4 separate regions of the Mus musculus genome follow, and all the other regions are linked to region 2. The links are chromatin contacts, called in public Hi-C and promoter capture Hi-C maps. All regions are on one chromosome and are shown on one strand. Each heading gives the region's core, a stretch centred on a gene start, on an enhancer-like site or on the middle of the called end of the contact. The rest is flanking DNA. Distances are from core to core; before and after follow the strand shown. Region 1 holds the start of Baiap2l1 (BAI1-associated protein 2-like 1). Region 2 holds the start of Gtf3a (general transcription factor III A). Region 3 holds the start of B3glct (beta-3-glucosyltransferase). Region 4 holds the start of Uspl1 (ubiquitin specific peptidase like 1).

What was found. Promoter capture Hi-C pulls out the DNA fragments that hold promoters and counts their contacts. A called contact is a pair of places that touch in the nucleus more often than the background predicts. Capture Hi-C pulls out chosen DNA fragments and counts their contacts.
Region 1: a promoter capture Hi-C map of pre-B cells shows a contact between it and region 2, with 4 times the contacts expected there. The contact joins the promoter of Baiap2l1 here to the promoter of Gtf3a in region 2.
Region 3: a contact with region 2 is called in a Hi-C map of CD8 T cells, with 8 times the contacts expected there. The contact joins the promoter of B3glct here to the promoter of Gtf3a in region 2. A contact is called at or near these places in 3 of 39 promoter capture datasets (the C10 cell line, liver and pre-B cells) and 1 of 484 Hi-C or Micro-C datasets (CD8 T cells).
Region 4: a promoter capture Hi-C map of liver shows a contact between it and region 2, with 2.1 times the contacts expected there. The contact joins the promoter of Uspl1 here to the promoter of Gtf3a in region 2. A contact is called at or near these places in 1 of 39 promoter capture datasets (liver) and 2 of 9 other capture datasets (adipose tissue and liver).

Annotation. Positions count from the first base shown.
Region 1 is chr5:144,356,253-144,361,063 of GRCm38.p6, reverse strand. It overlaps Baiap2l1 (BAI1-associated protein 2-like 1), which reads left to right and starts at 2,952. Exons shown (of 14, transcript NM_025833.3): 1 at 2,952-3,273. The coding sequence starts at 3,223. It overlaps Dmrt1i (Dmrt1 interacting ncRNA), which reads right to left and starts at 3,141. Exons shown (of 2, transcript NR_102374.1): 1 at 3,020-3,141; 2 at 59-611.
Region 2 is chr5:146,946,518-146,952,090 of GRCm38.p6, reverse strand. It overlaps Gtf3a (general transcription factor III A), which reads right to left and starts at 3,434. Exons shown (of 9, transcript NM_025652.3): 1 at 3,116-3,434; 2 at 1,458-1,558; 3 at 808-904; 4 at 129-217. The coding sequence starts at 3,310. Mtif3 (mitochondrial translational initiation factor 3) reads left to right here. Exons shown (of 4, transcript NM_001256102.1): 4 at 1-518.
Region 3 is chr5:149,676,640-149,681,965 of GRCm38.p6, reverse strand. It overlaps B3glct (beta-3-glucosyltransferase), which reads right to left and starts at 3,736. Exons shown (of 15, transcript NM_001081204.2): 1 at 3,587-3,736. The coding sequence starts at 3,629.
Region 4 is chr5:149,182,839-149,187,759 of GRCm38.p6, reverse strand. It overlaps Uspl1 (ubiquitin specific peptidase like 1), which reads right to left and starts at 3,200. Exons shown (of 9, transcript NM_001115149.1): 1 at 2,954-3,200; 2 at 1-52.

The DNA.
Region 1 (4,811 bases), core at 1,703-4,202, 2.6 Mb after region 2:
TCCACTTGTTCTTTCGTTCAACAAAGACCTCCTAGGAATTTATTTATGTGCCTAGCCCAGAGCTGGGACTGGAAGCCTTAGGCTTGATGTCTGGACAGATTTAAAACTGACCATTCTTGCTCAAGTCATAGCTTTGTGGTTGAGTACCTACCCAGCCAGAATCCCCCTATGAGGGCGTAGGGCACAGCTTAGCAGTAGAACACTTGCCTAGCATAAGCAAGGCCTTGGGTTCTATAAATACAAAACTGGCCATTCTAAAAAGATTTTCAGGAAGCAGGAAGATCGTAAGTAGGAAGTTATTTCCACAAAGTTGAGTTTGATATGCCCAGATAATCAATGCAAAGATTTGCATACACTTGAGAACTTCAATCTCTGATCAAATTCCAACCATGGCGATCTAACTGGGCCATCTGAGATCCTCACTGGCTTTATGACAGCTTGTTAAACTGTCCTCTCTGGCTCGGAACTGGTGCTGCCAAGCTGCGGGCTGTTAAAGGTTAAGCTTCCGCTCTCTTTCCAGCTCCTCGGATGACTGCCTGGCAGTGGAGGGTGAAATGACCTCATTCGTCAGAAGGAAGACACAGAAAGAGGTTCTGAGACAAAAAGGGGATCTGCCAAGGAAAGACAAGGAGTTTTCAAGTTCAAATAAAAGCCAGAAGACACCCTTGGTGAACCCTAATATGTAATGGTAGTAATTATAGAGTCCTGCTTACCACCCCGCATATGACAAGTGAACCCCAGTTGGCACATTTTCTGAGCCAGCTCCTAAAGATCCTTTAAAGACATGGGGAGCGTCTCCCACTGCCTCCAACATAGGGCTGAGGTGTTATTCCCTCCACCATGCAACCCACACCAACCACCATTTGCTTCCCAAGCCAGATATGTTTTATAGCCTGCAAAACGTGATAAGACTGCCCCAGAGTCCAAGTGCTTGTGTCTGTTCTAAGTCCAGAGTCATCCCATACTTTCAGTGTTTCCATCTGGGGCACACAGTGCTTTCTTTGTGTGTATTTCCCAGTGAACTTTATCCTGGAGCAGTTTAGAAGCTTCGTATCCTCCAAGCTCATAAACAAAGCAATCGTACCTGGACAGCTTTTAAAAATAAAGCCTTGCCCACTCCGGCTGAGTTCAAGTCTCAAGCGCTGAGTGTGTTTTCTGCTAGGAGAAGGTTGCTGTGGCCCTGGAGTCTGGGTCACCTCAGTCCTAGGTGTGTACTCTAGGACATGTTCAGAGCTGGGTTGGGTGTGACTGGGTAGACAACAGGAAGCACCAGGAAGGACTAGGGAGACAGCTCAGTAGTTAAGAACACTGGCTGTTCTTCCAGAGGACCTAGGTTTGTTTCCCAGTACCCACATGATGGTCACAACCTTCTGCAACCCAAGTTTCAGGGAATCTGAAGCCCTCTTCTGACCTCTGACATATGCACCAGGCATGTACATATATATGTATCAGTCACAGATGACATACATGCAGTCCAAGTAGCTTACACATAAAATAAAAGTTTTAAATAATGTGCCAGGAGCCACACACCTACATGGCCTCTACAAGATGAAAGAAAGCACAGACATCCTAGACGCCTCAGCCGACCTGGGGGCTGAGGAAATGGGTCAGTTTGTAAAGTGCCTGTGGTGCGAACATTGGGACCTGGGTTCCATCTGCGGAACCCATGTGAAAAGCTACATACAGTAGATATGCTCTTGTACTCCCAGTGCTGGGAATTTGGGAGACAGGTGGATTCATGGGGCTTGTGGAGACTTGATAGCCATCAGTCTATCCTTTTTAGCTACTTCAGTAAGAGACTCTGTCTCCAAGATATATATAGTAGATATCGGCTGAGGAATGACGCCCAAGGTTGACTTCTTGTAACACACACACACACACACACACACACAGAGGAAATTTTTAGACAGTCTTGTGATTTACATAGTTGTAAAGCATGGGATTTTAAACTTATTCTTAATGTTCTGTTATTCCAGTAATCAGATCTTGGCGTTAGTTACTTTTTTTGGCACCCCGGAACTTTCAAAATTGTGGGTGGCTCCATCCATGAGAAACCATGCCCCGTGGACCTTCAATCAGGGAAACCGATTCGTAGGAGGTATGTGGAAGTTACTCAAAGGCAGAGAGCTTAGAGGATTCACCTGCGGAGGATGTGAGCCTCGAGCTTTCAGAGCCAGCACCTTGTGGCGGACACTAGACCAAAGACCTAGAAGCCCAAAGGTCCAGGTCCTGTTCTAAAAGACACCACAGTGTAGGGGCTTGGCTGGAACTCTGGGAGGGCCGGGAGAGGGCGAACAGAGGTATTACCTCCACTGCCAAGCCTTAGGCGAGATGGCCTGGTCCACTGGGTCCAGCCACCTCGCCTTGTACTGCTCCAGCCTCGCCCACCAGGCTGCTCAGCCACGCCCACACGAGGAAGACTCTCCCATTCCCTTGCCTGCCTCAGCTGGGGCTGTCTAAACCACGCCATCCTCGCTTCAGCACCGCCCATCGGTCTGCTAGACCGCGCCCACCGGCTCAACTCTGCGGTGCCACTCTGGCGGACACAGCTAGGGCGACTTCGTTCACTCCGTCCCTTCTTGTTTCGGCCACGCCCATCCGCCATCTAGGCCACGCCCATCAGTCCATTTCAGGTGGGGGGAGTAAGGGCGCGTCCCCTCCCCTTGGCTTCTCCCTCTTGTTGGCCTCTCAGACCCCACCCCCGCTCCACGTCTCAGCTGGGGCCAATCAGTCCGGCGCGCTGGCCGGGCTTCTGCTCCGCTTAGCAAGCCCCTAGGCCACGCCCACCTAGCGCAACAAGTCTCTTCCAGGTTCCCCCGGTTGCCCCAAAAGATCGACCCTCCCACCAGGCTGTCTCCGCGCGAGGCCGCCCCGCCCACTCTAGAGTACTCAGCCTAGGCCCCGCCCACCTCAGGTGGGGCTGCCCCGCCCTCTGGCCGTACGGCCCCGCCCACTCCGCCCGCCTCAGGTGGGGCTGCCCGTCCCTTTGCTCGTCCCAGCCTTGGCAGGCTACGTCTACCTCGCAGCTCCTTACAGACCGAAGCGCCGCAAAGTTTTGACATTTTGGCAGCAGAGACGCGCACTGACTCTCTCCCGCTGACAGCTGTGGCGGCGGCCGACTCTCAAGGACCACTCAGTCTCAAGTCCTAGGCGCTCCCGCCGCCCGGCGGCCACGAGGCCCCGCCGCGTCCTCCCGCGCTCGCCCTCCCGGAGGCTGCAGCCATGTCTCGGGGGCCGGAGGAGGTGAACCGGCTCACGGAGAACACGTACCGGGTAAGTGTGGGACTTTGCGGAGCTCGAGACGGGAGACCGGGGGGATCCGGGACTCTGTGGTTCCAGGCTGAGGGCGGAGGCTGGGAGGCCCGGAGACTTGGGAACTCCAGGGTTCGAGGCCAGGAACGTGAGCCCGGACAAGCAGCTGACCATTGTCGCCAGCGGGGTCGGTCGAGATTCTTTTTCGCTTTTGAGATAAAGTGGGGACTTTACATGATAAGGGCCTCCCCTTCCCCCTTGGACCCTTGGAGACTCCCAGGGACCCCACATTTCCCGTGTTGGGGGAAGGGGATTGGAGACGTGGACGACAATCCGCGGGGTCCCCGAGAGGTTCTTATCCTCCCCCAACTTCTCTTTGTGGTCAGTGACTGCGCTGGTCTGACCGCTGGGGCTAACCCCTCCCCAGATCCAAAAGAGAGAGAGAAAAGAGACAAGCTCGAGTTTCCTCGGAGAAAAGAAAGAATGTAGGGGAGAAACTCCTCCGTAATTAGGAATCCATCGCCAGGTGAGCCTGGCTCCCTCGGCTCAGGGAATTTTCTAGGCTGCCAGGGAATCTGCTCCTGGGAAGACTTGAAACGCCTTCGCCCTCTTGGACTCTTTCATACAGTAGCTTTTAAGTTCGATTTGGCTTTTGATTACTTTTTGTTTAGCGTTTTGACAGTTTTATACATCTATATACAATTATTATGAGCATGTTCGCCCGCAGTTGGACTGTTTCTACGTTCATGATTTGGGGAGGTTATTGGAGTCAGAGAGCACTGAGATTTTAATAAGAATTGACTTAAGCTGACAGAACGTGTGGTGATTGGTCGCTTAACTGGCATGTTATGTGAGAGAATTTTTCCAGAAACAGACATGGGATTAGTGGCCAGTTTAGTAAGTTTAAGTACTTATAAATGAATTCCATTTGAAATGAGATATCCGTTTAATCATCTGCTATTAATAGAATACAAAACAACTTTTGTTTTAATTCCACTTAGGTCCACTGAACCCCTGAGATTTAAAGTTCTCTAAATTTACTTGTAGTCATGATTAAAACCCACTCTTTGGTCATTTCTCTAGATTCTTTTTTCACCCACTCTTTGGTCATTTCTCTAGTTTTTTTTTTTTCACCCCTAAAATTGAGTTTCTAGATTTGCAAGGTCTTAGTTCCTGAAATCAGAATTTATTGAGTTGCTGGAAAATCATTTTAAAGCAGCATGAAAATATTTTCAGAATTCATTGTGGCTCCAAATCATATCCACCCCTCCATGTGTGCACTATAACATTTATTCTAGATAGACAAAGTAGACTGTATTATTATGATTTTGAAGGTTCACAACTGTGACCAAAACCTGTTCCTATTAGTGTGCTTCCTTAATTAAATGATAATTTTTAGAAATGCCAGAAATTTGAATGTTTAAAGCCTTGTATTTGGATTGGCATTGTTCAGACTTAAATGATGTGAAGCCGGTAGAACTGGGGTGTGGGGTGTCGACAGAGTATGGAAGTAAAATGCCCTAGCGTGGGGGAGACAAGATACTCAGATGAATACTCAG
Region 2 (5,573 bases), core at 2,185-4,684:
AACAAGCAGGGCCTCATTACTCCTGTTCTATAGTAAGAAAAAAAAAAGCCCTCATGACACAGAGCCTTCCTCGGGATCCTGATCTTAGCGTTCTACTCTGAATCCCAGAGCGCTGGCAAAGCACCAACCTGAAGAGCGGCTCGCTGGTGTGCTGGCACTGATGGGTTCTCAGCTGCTGGTGCTTCTTAAAGGCCTTCTTGCAACCCTCATAACTGCACTGTTTAAAAAAAATAAATGCACGGTTTAGTACAGGCAGGGGATCATCAGTTGCTGAAGTCCTTTAAAAGGCAGGAGAGATTGCTCAATGGTTAGGGACACTTGCTTCTCTGGTCCCAGGTTTGGACTGCAGCACCCACGTGGTGCCTCACAACCATCTGACTCCAGTTCCACAGGACCTCACACCCTCTTCTGACCTCCACAGGCACCGAGCACGCATATGGTATATAGATACATATGCAGGCAAAACGCTTGCACATAAAACCTTTTTTAACTAAACAATAAAGTCTCTCTGGATCTGAGTGTCTCGGGGAATATAAACTTTCACCCACTTGGTCTCCATGAAAATCCTTCATCTTAAGAAGCATAAAGAGCAGCGACATTCAGGAAAGCAAAAGCGCTTGTGCCGGGTCGGTCACCAACCGGTCACGTGAATGCGCCCTAAGTCAGTTTGCAAAATGACAACCTGAAAAATGGGGATAGCCCATGCTGGACTTTACATATCCATCGAGAGAAAACCTGGTTCACAAAAACTCAACCTTGGTAGCAAATGTAAAAACGGAAGGTTGAAACACCTAAAGCCATACTCACCACATACTGTTTTTGTGGGTTTCCATGTTTGCGTTCAATGTGTTTCTTCAAGTTTGATTTTGTGTTGAATTTCTGATTACAGCCATCATCTGCACAACTACAAGAGATTAGAGATTGTATGAACCAAAACATAACACCACAGCGGGAGACACTTTAGGGGGCTGGAGAGATGGTTCAATGGTTAACAGCACTGGCTGCTCTTGGAAAGGACCCAGGCTGAGTTCCTGGCACCTTCATGGTGCCCTGTCACCATCTTTAACTCTAATTCCAGGGACTCAGATGCCCTCTTCTGGTCTCCACAAGTACCAAGCATACAGGGGAAGATAAAAAAGAAAGCAGCAGAGGCCATTCCGTGACACAGTCAAGGGACATGGACTGTATATCATCTGAGCACAAAGCTACCACTGTCATAAAGTCACCTGCTCGCCCACGTGTGACAGGAAAGGAAGCCAGTCTGAGCCACAGACAACATTTCTGAGGGTCAGACTCAGGTTGTCAAGTGTGGTGGCAAGCACTTTTACCCGCTAAGCCATTTCACCTGCCAGCCCTCTATTCTTCATCCTAAAAATCACCAGTCACCCTGCCAGGCCTACGTGCCAACCATAACCTACTCCAGTGGCCTGGCCTGGCCTGGCCAACCCCCTACTCACACAAACGGCTTTTCCCCGGTGTGAATCAGGACATGCCGGCTCAGATGGTAGTCTCTGATGAAGGCCTTGCCACAGCCCTCATAGTCGCAAACAAATGGCCTCTAGCAGAAAGGAAGGGGGGAGAAAAGAAAGTTTTTACATTAAAAAAAAAATGATTTCTGTTGGGGAAGGGGGGCATGTTTGCACCACGGCATACACGTGGAGGTCAGAGGACATCTTCCCAGAGTGACTTCTTTCCTTCTACCCTGTGAGGTCCCTAGGTCGGGCTGCAAGTACCCCTCTCACTGAGCCATCTCCTCAGCTCTGTGCTGTTAAAAGTCTGACTTGTGGCAGGCAACACCTCAGATTTCCCTCCAGAGACGTGTCCATTCAGAAAGGTGCCTGCCAAACACAGGCACTGTAGAACCAAGTTCCACATCAAAAACACCCCATCGTCCCACAAGTCACCGTGGCACACAGGCTATTGTTCTATGGATGTCCAGCATCTGATAGGCAGGTTAGCCTGCTCCTATGGGGTGCAGGCTTCCCCAGCAAACCCCTTTTCAAGGTGGCTTTGAACCCAGATAGCCTGTCTGCCCAGATCTCTGCTACAGCATCATTTTACAGCAAAGAGGCAGAGGAAAGGTTGCATCTCATCGCAGGTGACCTGTGTCCATACTAAGAGATAGCAGGCACAGAGACAGTTAAATGTGTCACAACAGCTGAAAAAGCTCACAGGTGCAAAGGCAACCGAAGGAAACAGCTCCCAGCCCCAAACACAATCTCCAAGTGGGACCCTGGAGGTGGGGAAGGGGATGCTGTCATGAATCCACAGTAAAGCTATATCATATCCTAACATCCAGTTCTGTGTTTCCCAACTATGGAAATAATCTGAAATACAGGAAAGGTGGCATCAAGCCTTCAATCACAGCCAGTGGACAGGAAGACACAAGTGAGCCACACTGCTCAGCACGGCGTCAAAGAACCTTGTTCAGATCCAGTCCCAGGGCAGGACCCGTACTAATCAAATTATTGTCGAGTTTGGAACAATAAACACAACTTCAAAGCCACGTGTGGTGGTGCACACCTTTAATACTAGCACTCTGGAGGCAGAGGCAAGTGGATCTTTGAGTTCGAGGCCAGTCAGGTCTACAGAGTGAGTTCAGAGTGAGTTACACAGAGAAACCCCGTCTCAAAAAAACAATGATAATAATGATGATGGTGATGAACCACAACTTTTAAGTGTCCACTAGAAAGCAAGCTCTGCCTCGGACACAGGGACAAAGAAAGGCCAAAATGTGGGAACAGAATGGTCAAAGAGAAACAGGGATAAAGTTACAAAGTATGTTATGAGGGACAACAGTGGGTTGGTAAGTCTGTCAAGAGATAGACCAGGGTACAACCAAATATAAGAACCAGGGTAAAGGGCCAAGCAGGAAGGCTTTTCCTGACCACCTTTACCCACAGCCTTAGTACCCGACCAAAGCCCGCCTGCAATTAAAAGGGTGCACACTTGTTGCTTGCAGGAAATCCTGACATCCTAGAATTCGGTCTTTGCAGAGCGCCTGCCCTGCCCTGCCCTGCCCTGCCCTGCCCTGCCCTGCCCTGCCCTGCCCCAGCCAAGCCCAGGACGCAGCCCCTGCGCCAGGCCCTGCCGTGCACACGGGCGGCCAGGTTACCTCCCCCGTGTGTTTGCATAGGTGCGCGTCTAGCTTCCAGGCTTTGTTGTAACTGGCGCTGCAGTCGGGAAAGGAGCAGATGAACCTGCTGGGCAGCGCGGGGCGCGGCGGCGCGGGGCCCTCACAGGCCCCGACGAACGCATCCGCGATGGTCAGCGACGACACCGCTTCCGCGACTGACACCCGCGGCTCCAGGGCGACACGATCGGGCCCGGGCTGACGCGGGGCAGCCACGTGCCGTCCCCGGGAACGCGGGACGCAAGCCACTGGCGCCCGGAGACTTTGAACTTCCGGGAACGCGGCCCGCTAAGGCTCCAGGCCCCGCCCCTTAGCCCCCCCCCCACGCGCGCCACGACTGCGCATGCTCCCAGAGGCCGTAGAGCCCGGTTGCACATGCGCATCCAGGACTCGTCCACGGCGAGAGGCAGCCAGGCTCTGGGCTCTGGTTTCGCGGCTTAGGGAAACGGAAGCGCTGCTTAAACGTCCCAAATATCAACCTGACATGACTTAAGGTGGCCTGTTTTTCACATTCCAGTTTTGCCCTCTGCATCCTGCCACTAGCCTCAGGACATGGTGAATCCCAAGCTTGTCTGCTCCTTCGAGTCACGTGGAATTTTTTTTCAAAATTCCGAAGCCCAGAACTTAACCAGGACCAATTAAACCTTAATTTCTGACAGCAATTGTGCTGGTGTTTTGTCAACTTTCCTTTTGTATCACTGAGTCCTCTAGTGTTTGACGCTGTTTTCAGTTGTGGGATTTCCTCTTTCCCTTATCTTGATTTAATCTCCGTAATGGCAGAGACTGGAAAATACCCTATTCGAATCCTCCCTGGCAAAGTGTAGTGCATCAATGAAGGGCAGAACCGATCTTTCTGCTAGTTGGATGACGACAACCATGGGAAATCTTAAAGCTTGTTTGTTTGTTTGTTTGTTTGTTTGGTTTTGGTTTTTCGAGACAGGGTTTCTCTGTATAGCCCTGGCTGACCTGGACTTCACTTTGTAGACCAGGCTGGCCTCGAACTCAGAAATCCGCCTGCCTCTGCCTCCCGAGTGCTGGGATTAAAGGCGTGCGCCACCACACCCAGCTTTTTTTTTTTTTTTTTTTTTTTTTTAATGAATATCTTTACTGAAGAAGGTTAAAATGTACTTTATTCCAGTCAAACTAATCTACAAGAAAAAGGATTGAATGGAGGGCGGTCTCAACACTGTTGACAGGTCATTCTCTGTGCGGCCCTGTTGGGATCTCATGCTCACGGCCCCCTCTGCTCCTTGTAGTCATGCCCCATGCGCATGTGCAGATTGCTGGCCGGCTCTTCCTTCCTTCCAGTCCCTCTTCCCCTTTCTCACTCTCTTGTCTGCTCTACCCCATCAGCGGACACTCTTCTTTCAGCTCCAGTCTTCTGTCTCTCCTTTTCCCTGAAGATGAGCTTCTAGAAGATTCTGAGATCCCACCCCTGTGACCATTGTTTTCCAAGGATTTTGGTCTCAGTCAAGCAGCCTGGACTTCTTCATCTTCTTTTTCTCCTCCTGCTTGATAACCCTGGTTAGACAATATGGGACCCAGCCAGGATTCAGGTTCTTTCCAGACCCTAACATACCAGTTTCGGGAATGGGGAGTGTGTTTGGGGGAGGGGGGCAGATTGTGAGTCATGAACATGGACAGAACTAGCCCAGTAGTGGTAGTGCATGGCTTTAACCCCACACAGGAGGCAGAAACAGGTGGATCTCTGAATTCAAAGCCAGCTTGCTCTTACAGAGTGAGTTCCAGGACATCCAAGGCTACACAGAGAACCCCTATCTCAAAAAAAATAAAACAAACAAAACAAATAAACATAAGCCATAGCTAGAACTGTTGCATCTCTATTCCAGCTAGTGAAGTTCATTTATTAGCCTTCATCCAAAGTGGCTGGAGATCTTTTTCACTCCTGAATGCTGAACCCAACATGGTTTGCAGGGTGGGTGAGAGCTATGATCCCATCAGAACAGGGCTATTCAAGGAGACTTCACTTCATCCTCAACTTCATGAAGAGCATTCTGCTACTCGGGGTTATTCTTCCCACAAACAATTCCAGATTGCATCCTGTCTCTGTTTATTCCATCAAGACCTTCCCATCCGGCTGACGTGTCACCGGGTGGCACGTTGAGAACCCTTAGCCCTCACCACACCACAGCCCACAACTGAGGAAGACGTCCCTTCCAGAAGCTGCTCCTTCCCGCTCTAGCATTGTCTATGATTAGAAAGAATCATAGAGATCGTTTTTTTTTTTAATCCAACGCTTGAGAGGATAAATATGATACTAAAGAAGAAGTGGCCATATAGTGGATGGGAAAGAAAGTTCTGAAATACTAAATGCACACTAAGAGGCCATTGTCATCAACAAAGTCAGGTGTCTGGTCTTGAGGGGGTAACCAGACAACTGGAAAGGAGAGGGCGTAGAAATGCTTAGGTGTAATGGTGA
Region 3 (5,326 bases), core at 2,487-4,986, 2.7 Mb before region 2:
AAACAATAAACAAACAAACAAACAAAACCCACGCACAAAATGCTGAACTAGGTTTGACTCTGTCTTAACATGTCTAACTCACGGCAATGAAAAGAATCCAAGCAAGACTTGGCTCAGAAGGAAAAGAAATCACCCCAATTTGGCAGGTGCTAAGAAATACAATCTTGGCTCACTCGGGGAAGAGAGACAGGGATGTGAAAGATAAAAGCTAATAGCTATTATTCTACCATTGGTGTGGGTCTTCTTTTCCACAGAGGTATCAATTAAGATTGGTTTTGGCTGCATACAATCTCCTGCAATACAAGGCTGGAGGAAGGTGACAGACAGGGATGCTGTGGTGTTCCACATCCATCTGGTACCCAGGCTGCTTTCTCCTCTCTACCTGATTCCTGTTTTCTTGGTGATCTCATGGCTACAATGTGGCTTTCAGAACTCCAGCCATCAGATCCACACAACTCAGGGAGAAGGGTAAGCCCCAACGGTCTATATCCTAGCTGCACCAGACACTTTAAATGAGTGTCCCCATAATCCTTATAGATATCTCATTGGCCATCCCAGTTTGCAAGAGCCATTGAGAAATATCTCATAACATCATCACTGTTGTCCCTCCACCCATCCTTTTAAACCCCATACAATTCAAACAAGCCTAGCTAGACAAAGAAAAGCCAAAGGCTACAAGGTAGACAGCAGTTCCTTCTCTGGCAGATTCAGTATGTTAAAACCATACGAGACAGCAAAATTCCCAGGCGTCTATCAAGTCCCTGCTCCATGTTTTATATAAAACAATGTAGGCTCAAAGCCACTAAAAGGCCACAGAGCTCACGAATGGTGACTAAGGAGCTGTAAATCTCCCTCTGGAACTCATTCCAGACGCTAGGACTGAAGCTGCCACGACTTCCTGTCTGCATACATGCAGGCAGGTTTAAAATGAAATTTCTATATTGACTTTCCTAAAATAAAATATAAAATGAATGTGCTAGCTTGGGAGGAAACTACCCAGTCAGACCACTCTTACAGGGGTGGATAAAAGCCCCTTCCAAACTATCAGGATAATTTAATGACTCACAAATCACCTTACTTACAATGGGATTCTGAGTGGAGGCCGCATTTCAATGGCCCTCTCCCCATATCAAAGTACAGAACAATAAACACCAGGTATGAAAGAAAGAAGGGGCTTGTTCCCGTACTAACTCATGGAAGCCAGTTCACAAGACTGTGTCTCACAGGGGCTTGGATTTTTTTTTTAAGATTGATTTTATCTTGCCTGGCACCTATAGAGGTCAGAAGAGGGCATCAGAACCCCCTGAACTGGAGTCACAGATGGTCATGATTCACCATGTGGGTGCTGGGAACTGAACCCAGGTCCTCTGCAGGAGCAGCTAGTGAGTGCTCTTAACTGCTAAGCCATCTCCCCAGCCTCTCATGGAAACCTTTTAAGGGGTTTTATGCCTCATTTACTATACTTATCTATGGATGTCGTGAGGCTCGGAGATATCTCTAAAAACATGTTGACATTTTAGTTCTTTCTGAATGTCCTTTCCTGTGTTATCATCACATCAAATATCCCCTTAAGAGTATTAAAAAGATATGAAAATACTAATGTGCCTTTCAGCCTATATGCTGCATCTGCAGTATACAAATATTATTATTAAATGCAATGCTATAAACAGAACGCCAATTTCAGCCATCACCCACCCAGCTGGTTAGCTGCAAAGCCTACGGGCAGTAAAGCAGGCGTTGGAAGCAGCGTTTCCCAGCCCTCTTGCCTGCTTTTCTCCAGGACTCAACAAAGCTTTCTCCAACCCATGATCTCTGGCCAAAATTCCTCATGATCAATTGCTACCTTCTGGGTCCAAGGTGCCCTAACATTTTAAATTACAGTGTTGCCAAATTAATCATGTGGGTGAGCAATTAATTACAAGCTAATCTTGCTCAATTTTCTCACACTTAGTGAGCACCAGAAGAAATGCCAGGGGTACACAGAAGCAAAACAAAAAACGTCCTTATTCGGAAAGCATAAATCCAAATCCAAACGAGCTGTCAAGGCTCTCGTGGACTACATCTTTCCCTAAACTGAGCCATTCTGCCATTTCTAAAACTGAAATTCTGCCTTTTCACAGACAAGTCAGGGTTAGGGAAAAGTATTAGGACAAGCTGCAAAGAGTCTTTTTTTTTTTTTTTTTTAACCCACGCTTTCAAACTTGAACAAATATCATAAAGAGTCATTCGCAATGACTTTATAACTTTTTTTCCACATCATCTTAGCTGAAAGGGGGAGGAAACGGCCTCCAGAAAACGGGAAGAAAGGAACAGGCAACTGGACTGCCTGGGACCAGTTCTCTGATTTTCCCGGAGGCCTCAAGGTTCCGCGGGGCACCCCGGTCCTCCCTCCCCTCCTTGCCCAACTGCATTAGGAGGAAGGCAGGCCAAGTTTGTAGGTTCCTAGGGAGTGGTACACAAAGAGAGGAGGTCTCTGGGAAATTGCAGGAGCTGAGGGTACAGGGTGGGGGTGACGCAAGGGATACGGGGAGGGGGGCGCGCCTTGGGGCGTGCTAATGGCTGTATCAGGGTTCTGTAAAGCTGGGTAGGGTCTCAAGGAACACACGATGGGATGCATGGAGTATTTAAGGCAAAACGGTGTGTGCTTGACTGGGGCGATGGGCGGGGGTGGGGGTGGGGTGTAGATAGTGGGACACCGGTCATGCACAGCAGGAGATCCAGGGTACATACGGAGGAGTGGGAAAAGGGGTGCCCATGGCCGAGTGCAGGTTGTCCACAACAGGAGGTACAGGGTGCACAGGGCGGAACACGGGGGATGCACAAGGTAGAGAGCGGGGTGCACACAGTGGGATGCGGGGTATGCACGGTGAGGTGGGATACGGTATTCAAGGTCGGGAGGGGTGAAACTTGGGATATGCACCTCCAGGCACTGGGAATGCACATGGAGGATCGAGGGGTGTGCACAAGGTGGGGCGCGGGGATGCACATCTAGGGGTATGGGATGCACAACTATGGGACCCATGAGTGCACAGCTGTGGGACACAGGGGCACACGGTAGAGAGCAGGGGGTGTACGGCCGGGCACGGAGTAAGCACAAGCAGAGGGTGCACACGGTGGGGCGCACGGAGTGTACACAGTGGGGCGCAGAGTGCACACGGCGGGCCGTGGCATGAATGCCGTGGGGCGTAGGATAGCTACGGTGGAGTGCGGAGTGCACACCGCGGAGCGCGGCAAGCATTCGGCGGGGCGCTGGGGGCGCACAGGGCGGGGTGCTCATAGTGGGGCGCGAGGTGTGCACCGCAGGGCGCACGGGCGGCGCGCAGGGGCGGGAAAGGCGCGGCCTCTTGTAAAGTTTCTAGCAGTTGCGCGGCTCTGGCTCCCGACCCGGCCGCGCCCTCCCCACCAGCCCGCGTGCCCCGGCGGAAGGAGGCGGAGATGGAGAGGGCGCGGGCCGAGGGTGGCGCCACTAGAGGGCGCTGCGGCCGGGACGGGGCGGGACGGGGCGGGCGGCAGCCGGAACCGCGCGGGGGTGGCCAGCAGCCCCGGGACTCCCTCCCCGCGCCCGCCCGGGCCGCTCGCTACTTACCCGCGGAGCAGCTGAACAGCGCCAGCAGCGCGGGAGGCCGCATCCCGGAGGCAGAGGCTCCGCGCCCTTCCCGGAGCCGAGCTGCGCGGACGCCCTGCGCGCCTGACCCTTCTCGCGCTCCCCTCCTCCTTCCCGGCGCCGCGCCGGCTCGGGCTGCGCCCTCTGGCGGCCGGGATCGGGAGCGCCCCGGTGTACGCTCGCAACCGGCGCGGTTGTAGGTGGTCCTGCTGCCCAGCTGGACCGCGCCCTCCTCTGGGCATCTGACCTCAGAGCTTCTTTTCTGACCCTCTGACAAACTCTGCCGTCATGCCCTTCGCTTCCCAGAACTTCTTTCCCCATCCCTAGCAGTAGATCACCCTTACTGTCCTCAAAGTGAAGGAAGAAGGATCGTTTTTTTCTTCCCTGCTAATGGACTATCTTCAGTTTTTATAAAAAGCAAAATCGATAATTCAACTCTTAATATTGTTGGCACCGATGTTCTACTTTGATGAAGGTGTTTTTAATCAGCTCAACTAATTTACTTAATATCCTCTTCTTAAATGGAATTTGATTAATAGCTTTGGCCCGGAGTTTTGCTCTTAATAGATGTTGGTGTAAAGCTAAATTTTTATTAATGTTATTTTGAGTGTTCACTGTGATGGAAGAGAGAGGGTATTCAAGATACTTGATGAAAATGAATCAATTAAGAACACAGAGAAGAGTGAGGTGGAAAAGTCACATAAGCAGAGTTCCTTCCAGCACAGAATCCTGAAGGGTCTCCCTCCCACCCTGGAAGAGTTCCACCTGAGGACCTTACAGTTACATTGTAGTGAACCAAAGAGGGAAACAATTACAGGGAAGAATTAGAGGGACCCTTCCCAGAAACACAGTTTCTCCTGCATCTCCAAGGATGTAAAAAAGACTGACTGAGCAACCCTGGCTTGTGTTTAGATGATGCGAGGCTAGAGGGCAGCTAGAGTTGCCTTTCAGCCACTGTGGTCACAGGACAAATGACTCACCGAACATCTCCCCCAACCACAGGTAGTAAAACTCTAGGGCAAGCCTGCTCATAAAGACTTTGGCAGTCATATTTCTTAGTTTCTGTGTGTTTCTTGTTGACTGGTGCCAGTCTCTTGACTGATGAAGACCAGCGCTACAGTTTTTCCAAATTCTTGGTTGGCTGCTTTAACTCCTTGGGCTTTCTTGGGAAGTTCTAAAGCTGATAGACAGTTTCCCATTGCTAAAGTTTTCTAGCATTCTCCTAGGAAATATTCCTTCCCTTTGTTAGACACCGTACCTATAAACAAGATGTAAATAGAGAGAAAAATCTAGTAGCCAAGTAACACAACTGAGGACCCTACTTTGGTAGCAAACAACTTTGAGGGCTTAGTGGATCAGACTTTTCATTGAAATTATCCTGGAAGGATGGAGAGGTGACTCAGTGATTAAGACCATGTACTACTCTCCTGGAGGGCCTGAGTTCCATTCCTACATCCACATTTGTTGGCTTATGACTGCCAGTAACTCAAACTCCAGAGTGGCCGATCCGATGATCCATCTGATGCCTCTGGCTTCTGCAGATACTGGCATCTCACGCACAGGCCTACACATAGGGTTACACATCTGCACATAAGTAAAAGTCAATCAAATACAAATTTTTAATTGAAATTTTCATCATGATCCAACATGACTGTATTCCAGGAGGAGTGTAGGAGATTGGACGGTAAGGGCGAGAGCCCATCCTTTAAGTAATAAACTTGC
Region 4 (4,921 bases), core at 1,951-4,450, 2.2 Mb before region 2:
AATTTATGTCACTTGGAACATGTCAAAATCACTAAGGATTTTTCAATGAACCCTGGAAAAAAAAAGTCAACAGGCAATTAAATAAAAATCCTATTTACTCTAAAAAGAGAGTTTGCAATTTTATAAGACAAGAGATATTAAGTATGTTTGTGAGCTACATGCTCTTGGATAAGTATATCCTAGACTCTAGTCTTCAGAACACCTCCATGTATGTAGATATGTGTAAATGTATGAGAGTGACCACAGGATACAGCTTCCTAACACACAGAACTCTCCCTACAGGTAGCTACTTGTCAGAGCAAGCTAGTCAACTAGGTTGAAGAACCTAAGCTTTCCAGTCTCTATAAAAAACCGTGTCGTTGTTACAATGAGAAAGCACCTAAGTCCTTCAGACCCACTGTTCTACCAGAGAAAGAAAGGACCTTGAACTCTGCTTACCTGTGCCTCCCAAGCACTGGGATTAAAGGCTCATAACCAGCAGAATTTAAAAAGCTACCCACAAAATATTATGTTCTTTATAAATAATCTGTATCAGAACAATAGTATAAGTATTTCTGTAAGACAAATAAATTTCACATGCATGCCTTGAGTGTATTTCCACAGAGCAGACCTATTTCCAAGATCGGAGAGCAAAAAATCATGAGACACAGCTCAATACAAGGGAAAAAAATGGACTTAAATTACAACAAAAGCAGACCTAAAAGACGTTTAAGCAAAGGTAAATTATCATGTAGCTAAGGAGTTGAAACTTCAAGCATAAGTCTTTCCAAAACCTATGGATCTGTAATTCTAGAACAACCACCTTCTGGCTCACAGATCCACTTTTAAAAACTTGTTATGTACTGGGTGAGTGTGGTCCATGTCTTTAACCCTAGCCACTAGGGAGCAAAGGCAGACATCTCGGTGAATTTGAGGCCACCTAGTCTACAGAGAAATCTGCCTCGAAAAACAAAACAAAAAACTAGTTATGCTTTTCTGTCCTGGCTGAAAAGTCTGAAAAGCCTTTCCTGTGAAGAAAACATAGTAATTCCAAAAATATACACACAGTTTGAAAGACATCTGTGCCCACTCAGGAGGAGGACGCAGGTACAAGTTAAGGCCAGCCTCAGCTACAAAGGAACTCAAAGTCTACCTGGGCTGAGAGAGACAGAGAGTCAGAGAGAGAGACAGACACACAAAGAGAGGTCAGTATTAGTGAATCTCAATTTCCAGAAGCTGGAAAAGTAATCACAACTGTTAGCTGGTTCTACTTATAACCTAGAGAATTACAGGGCACAGGAAAGTCAATGTGCTTAAGTGGTAAAAGCCTAGGCTACACACCTGGATTTGTTCTAAGAACAAAATGAAGTTGCGCTGACAAGATACTAACACCTAAGTTACAGTTACCATCTGGTCTACTTTGCTCTGAGGGAAAGAGATGTGTTGCTTCTGTCATTCTGCATTCATTCTCAGAAGAGAAACCTGCAGACTCCTAAAAAGGGTGTTGAGAAAACTTTTTATCTGCCTGAGGGTCTAGGTAACTGTGTGGAATAAGGTTCTTTCTCAATATGGAGGTAAAAATGAGAAACCTTCAAGTCTGCTTTCCTGTCAATAAAGAAGTCAAGGCATATTCGAGCATGGTGGTTGATGCACGCCTTTAAGCCTTTTAATTCCATTGCACAGATCTCTCTCAATAGAACTACTGCAGATTTCTGTGAGTTTCAAGCCAGCCTGTTTCACACAGTGAATTCCAAGCCAGGAAGGTTTATATAGTGAGACCCTGTCTATGGAAGGAAGGAAAGGAGAGGGAGGGAAGGAGAGAAGGAGGGAGGAGACCCATTAAGATGGTAGTAGAAACACTAAACAATATTAAGAAATTCCCCCTCCCCAAAGAATATTCAAGTTTTAAAATACCAGAAGTAGACTCTTGGGGTTTTTCAAGCACTGTATTATACACAAAACCCCGGGGTGGGTCTCAAATTTCAATTTGTCTAGGAATAAATTACCTTCATTATCTTTTCTCCAAGTGTAACTGCTAGCTCCTCCCTGTACAGTATCTAAATTTTGGCATCTTTTGGGTTTCCAAATACAGACTAGAAAGTTTGTGCCGTCTACTCACTCTCATCTCCCATGTTTGCACAGTAGGCGCCATCTAAACTCGTGAACGAGGCTTTGGAAATGTTTCGAACTTGTCTCTCTTTCCATTCATATCACTGTCAAAATGACAGCTCCGCTTCAAACCACCTATTTAATCCAATCTGATTGTAGGAAGTCCGCCCAAACAGCTCAGTACATCCTAAAGATTATGACATGAGCTTATTTCAAGGAGAACAACCAAGGTTTTCCAGTGTTCATCTCCGGCACTTTTCCTCTTACCTACGCCCACCACCGAGCCCCCACCTTCAACGTAGGTAAGTCGCATTCCGGAGACCTTAATGGGAGATATCAGCCCAGAATAGATCCATTTAGCAGCCAATCACGAGAGGGATTTAAATTTAATTCACTGCATGTGTAGAAACTATTACAGGTATTCAAAGGGCCTGGAACCCTTCGGAGCTTTATCTCTCGGCTCTGCATATGAATTTTCAAGGCCAGCAGACTTAAGCCCCAGCGAAGGGATAGGCTTTACAGAGCCCAATACTGCTTGGTACCCAGTCCAGCTTCCCGAATTTGAGACGGATGGGTCCACGCGAACTGAGCTTCAAAAGCCTACCAAGGAAGTCCAAGAGGCGCGGCGTTCCGTTACCCAGCCCATCTCCACGCTCTTCGTGGGGCGGGCACAAACTCTGGTTTCTCTTCAGCGTTTACCTCTTTGAGCCTAACCGGAACCTGAAGACCCAGCCTGCACCTCCATCCTCCACCTTGCCCACCACAACCTCGTTCCTACCCCATCTTTTCAGCGCGCCAACGACCCACCCCGGGCACTCCAGCCGTCCCAATTTCTACTTCCCGAGGGAACTACTGTCTTCCTTACCCTCCCGAAGTACGCTCCTTCTTCGCATACAGTGGACCCGAACTCCTCTTCCAGCTTGAGGTCCCCACCATCTAACCGTAACGTTCAACCCACGTTCCCTCGGACGGCTCCTCCCCCACAGCCCTCTCCGCCAGGAAAGCAACTTCCGCCTGCGAGTCCGCCGCCCAAGAGCTACCCCACAAACACTTTCCTGCGGCAGGCAGCCCTGCTTGAGAGCACGCGGGCAGGGCCGGGGAAGGGGAAGACCAGAGCACTTCCGGCAGGGCTCCGCAGAGGCGTGGCTTGCCCGCCCAGCAGGCGCAGGCGCAGTGGGAACTGCGGCGACAGGGCGGGGCCCCTCGCTACAGAGCCTGCAAAGTGTGAGTCGGGAGGACGGGGGAGGGGGAGGGGGAGGGAGCTGGAGGGGGTGGGGCAGGCTTGGTTCTGGAAGCTGCTGGAAAGCGCTGGAGTGGCGGAGGTGACGCCAGAGGCTAGGGGGCGGGGCGTGATTAAAATTAGTGCGCGGCCTTCAGCGGAGGGATTACGCGGCAGAGGAAGGAGAGGTCGCTGGGCGGCTGCCTGCCTGGCGCGCAGGCGCAGTGATGGGCCTCCCTGGCGGGCCGTCATGGCGGACGCCACGACGGGCTCCCATAGTTGGTTCTTTTCGGCCCGCGCGCCACCACCCTACGTGTTCACAAACGGTTACCACACACGGAGCTGCCCCTCCCTTCTTCCCCAAACCCATCCTTGGAGGCCACTTTTTCTTTCTTCCCTCTCTGATCTGCTCACGGTAAGGGGGGTAGCGAAAGACGAGCACTTGACCCGGGGTGGCACTGAGCAGCCGACCCGCGCATCTCAGCAGCCGCCCTGCCTCCTTGAACTTCAGAGAGGGGAGAGCTCAGTTGCTAAGTTTTAAGAACTGCCTTCGTAGAAAGGTCATGTGGTGTCAGGGAGGTCATGACTGATCGCGTCCATGAGGACATCCTATTCTTGGAGTCCTTTGCATAGACTGTTTCCGTGGCCTGGGACTACAATTTGGGATTTTTTCTGGACCTTACAGGAATCATGACTGGCATTTTGGATTGCGGTCCTGTAGGGTTTCATTAGTGGTCTTAAACGACCATGTTCTGGCAGAATACTGATAATTTTGGTAGCGTGCAATGGGGGAAACAAGTCCGCTGTAGGAAGAAATTATTCAATAAAAGAATTTCAGTTTGTGGTACTTAGGAATGGAAATCGCTGAGCGTTCCAACAGAGACTTTGTTAGGGTTTTTTTTCTCCTCTCTCATGACGAAAATAGACTGGTTAGGTTTTGCTTTTTTTTAATTTTATTTATCTTTGCATTTACACTACATACTGTACTGGTATATTTGTTGTAAGATCAAACAAGTAAGATTTCTTTTTGTATGGATTATGAGGTTTTTGAGAAAGTATTTCTTCCTGAGAGAGTAGCCAAGATTAATAGGATTGTTTTCTTATTCAACATGCTATTTCCATTTTTAGAGTGGAGTACACTTCCCCTCCCAATAAACACTTGCTGAATGTCAGCTCATAAATTGAATGATCTAGTTGGTTCAGTTAAAATGTAACCCGACTTTTGAGGTGTAAAGCAACATCCACAAACAACTAGAATAAAAATAAAAATGGATTATTGCTGTCTTTAATGAAAAATTTATTAAAACAAAATTTTTGGCCAGAAAAACTTAATAGTGACAAACAAAATGAAGATGGAATATGGCGGGTCGGGGAGGGGGGGGGAGAAAATTCCCAATTTACTTCAGGTTAATAATAGTCCCCAGCTGAGAAGATACCATGTACTTCTGTGTATTCTTTCCACAGTATGCAGAGTGCCTGTTTTTATATACATTGGTCCCATAGAGAGTATAGTTAACCTCAGTAAACTAAAGTAGGTTTATCTATTTCCACTTAGAAATTCATATTCAATAAATGGAAGCTTTTATTTAACTAATAATTAATTAAGCTGCAATA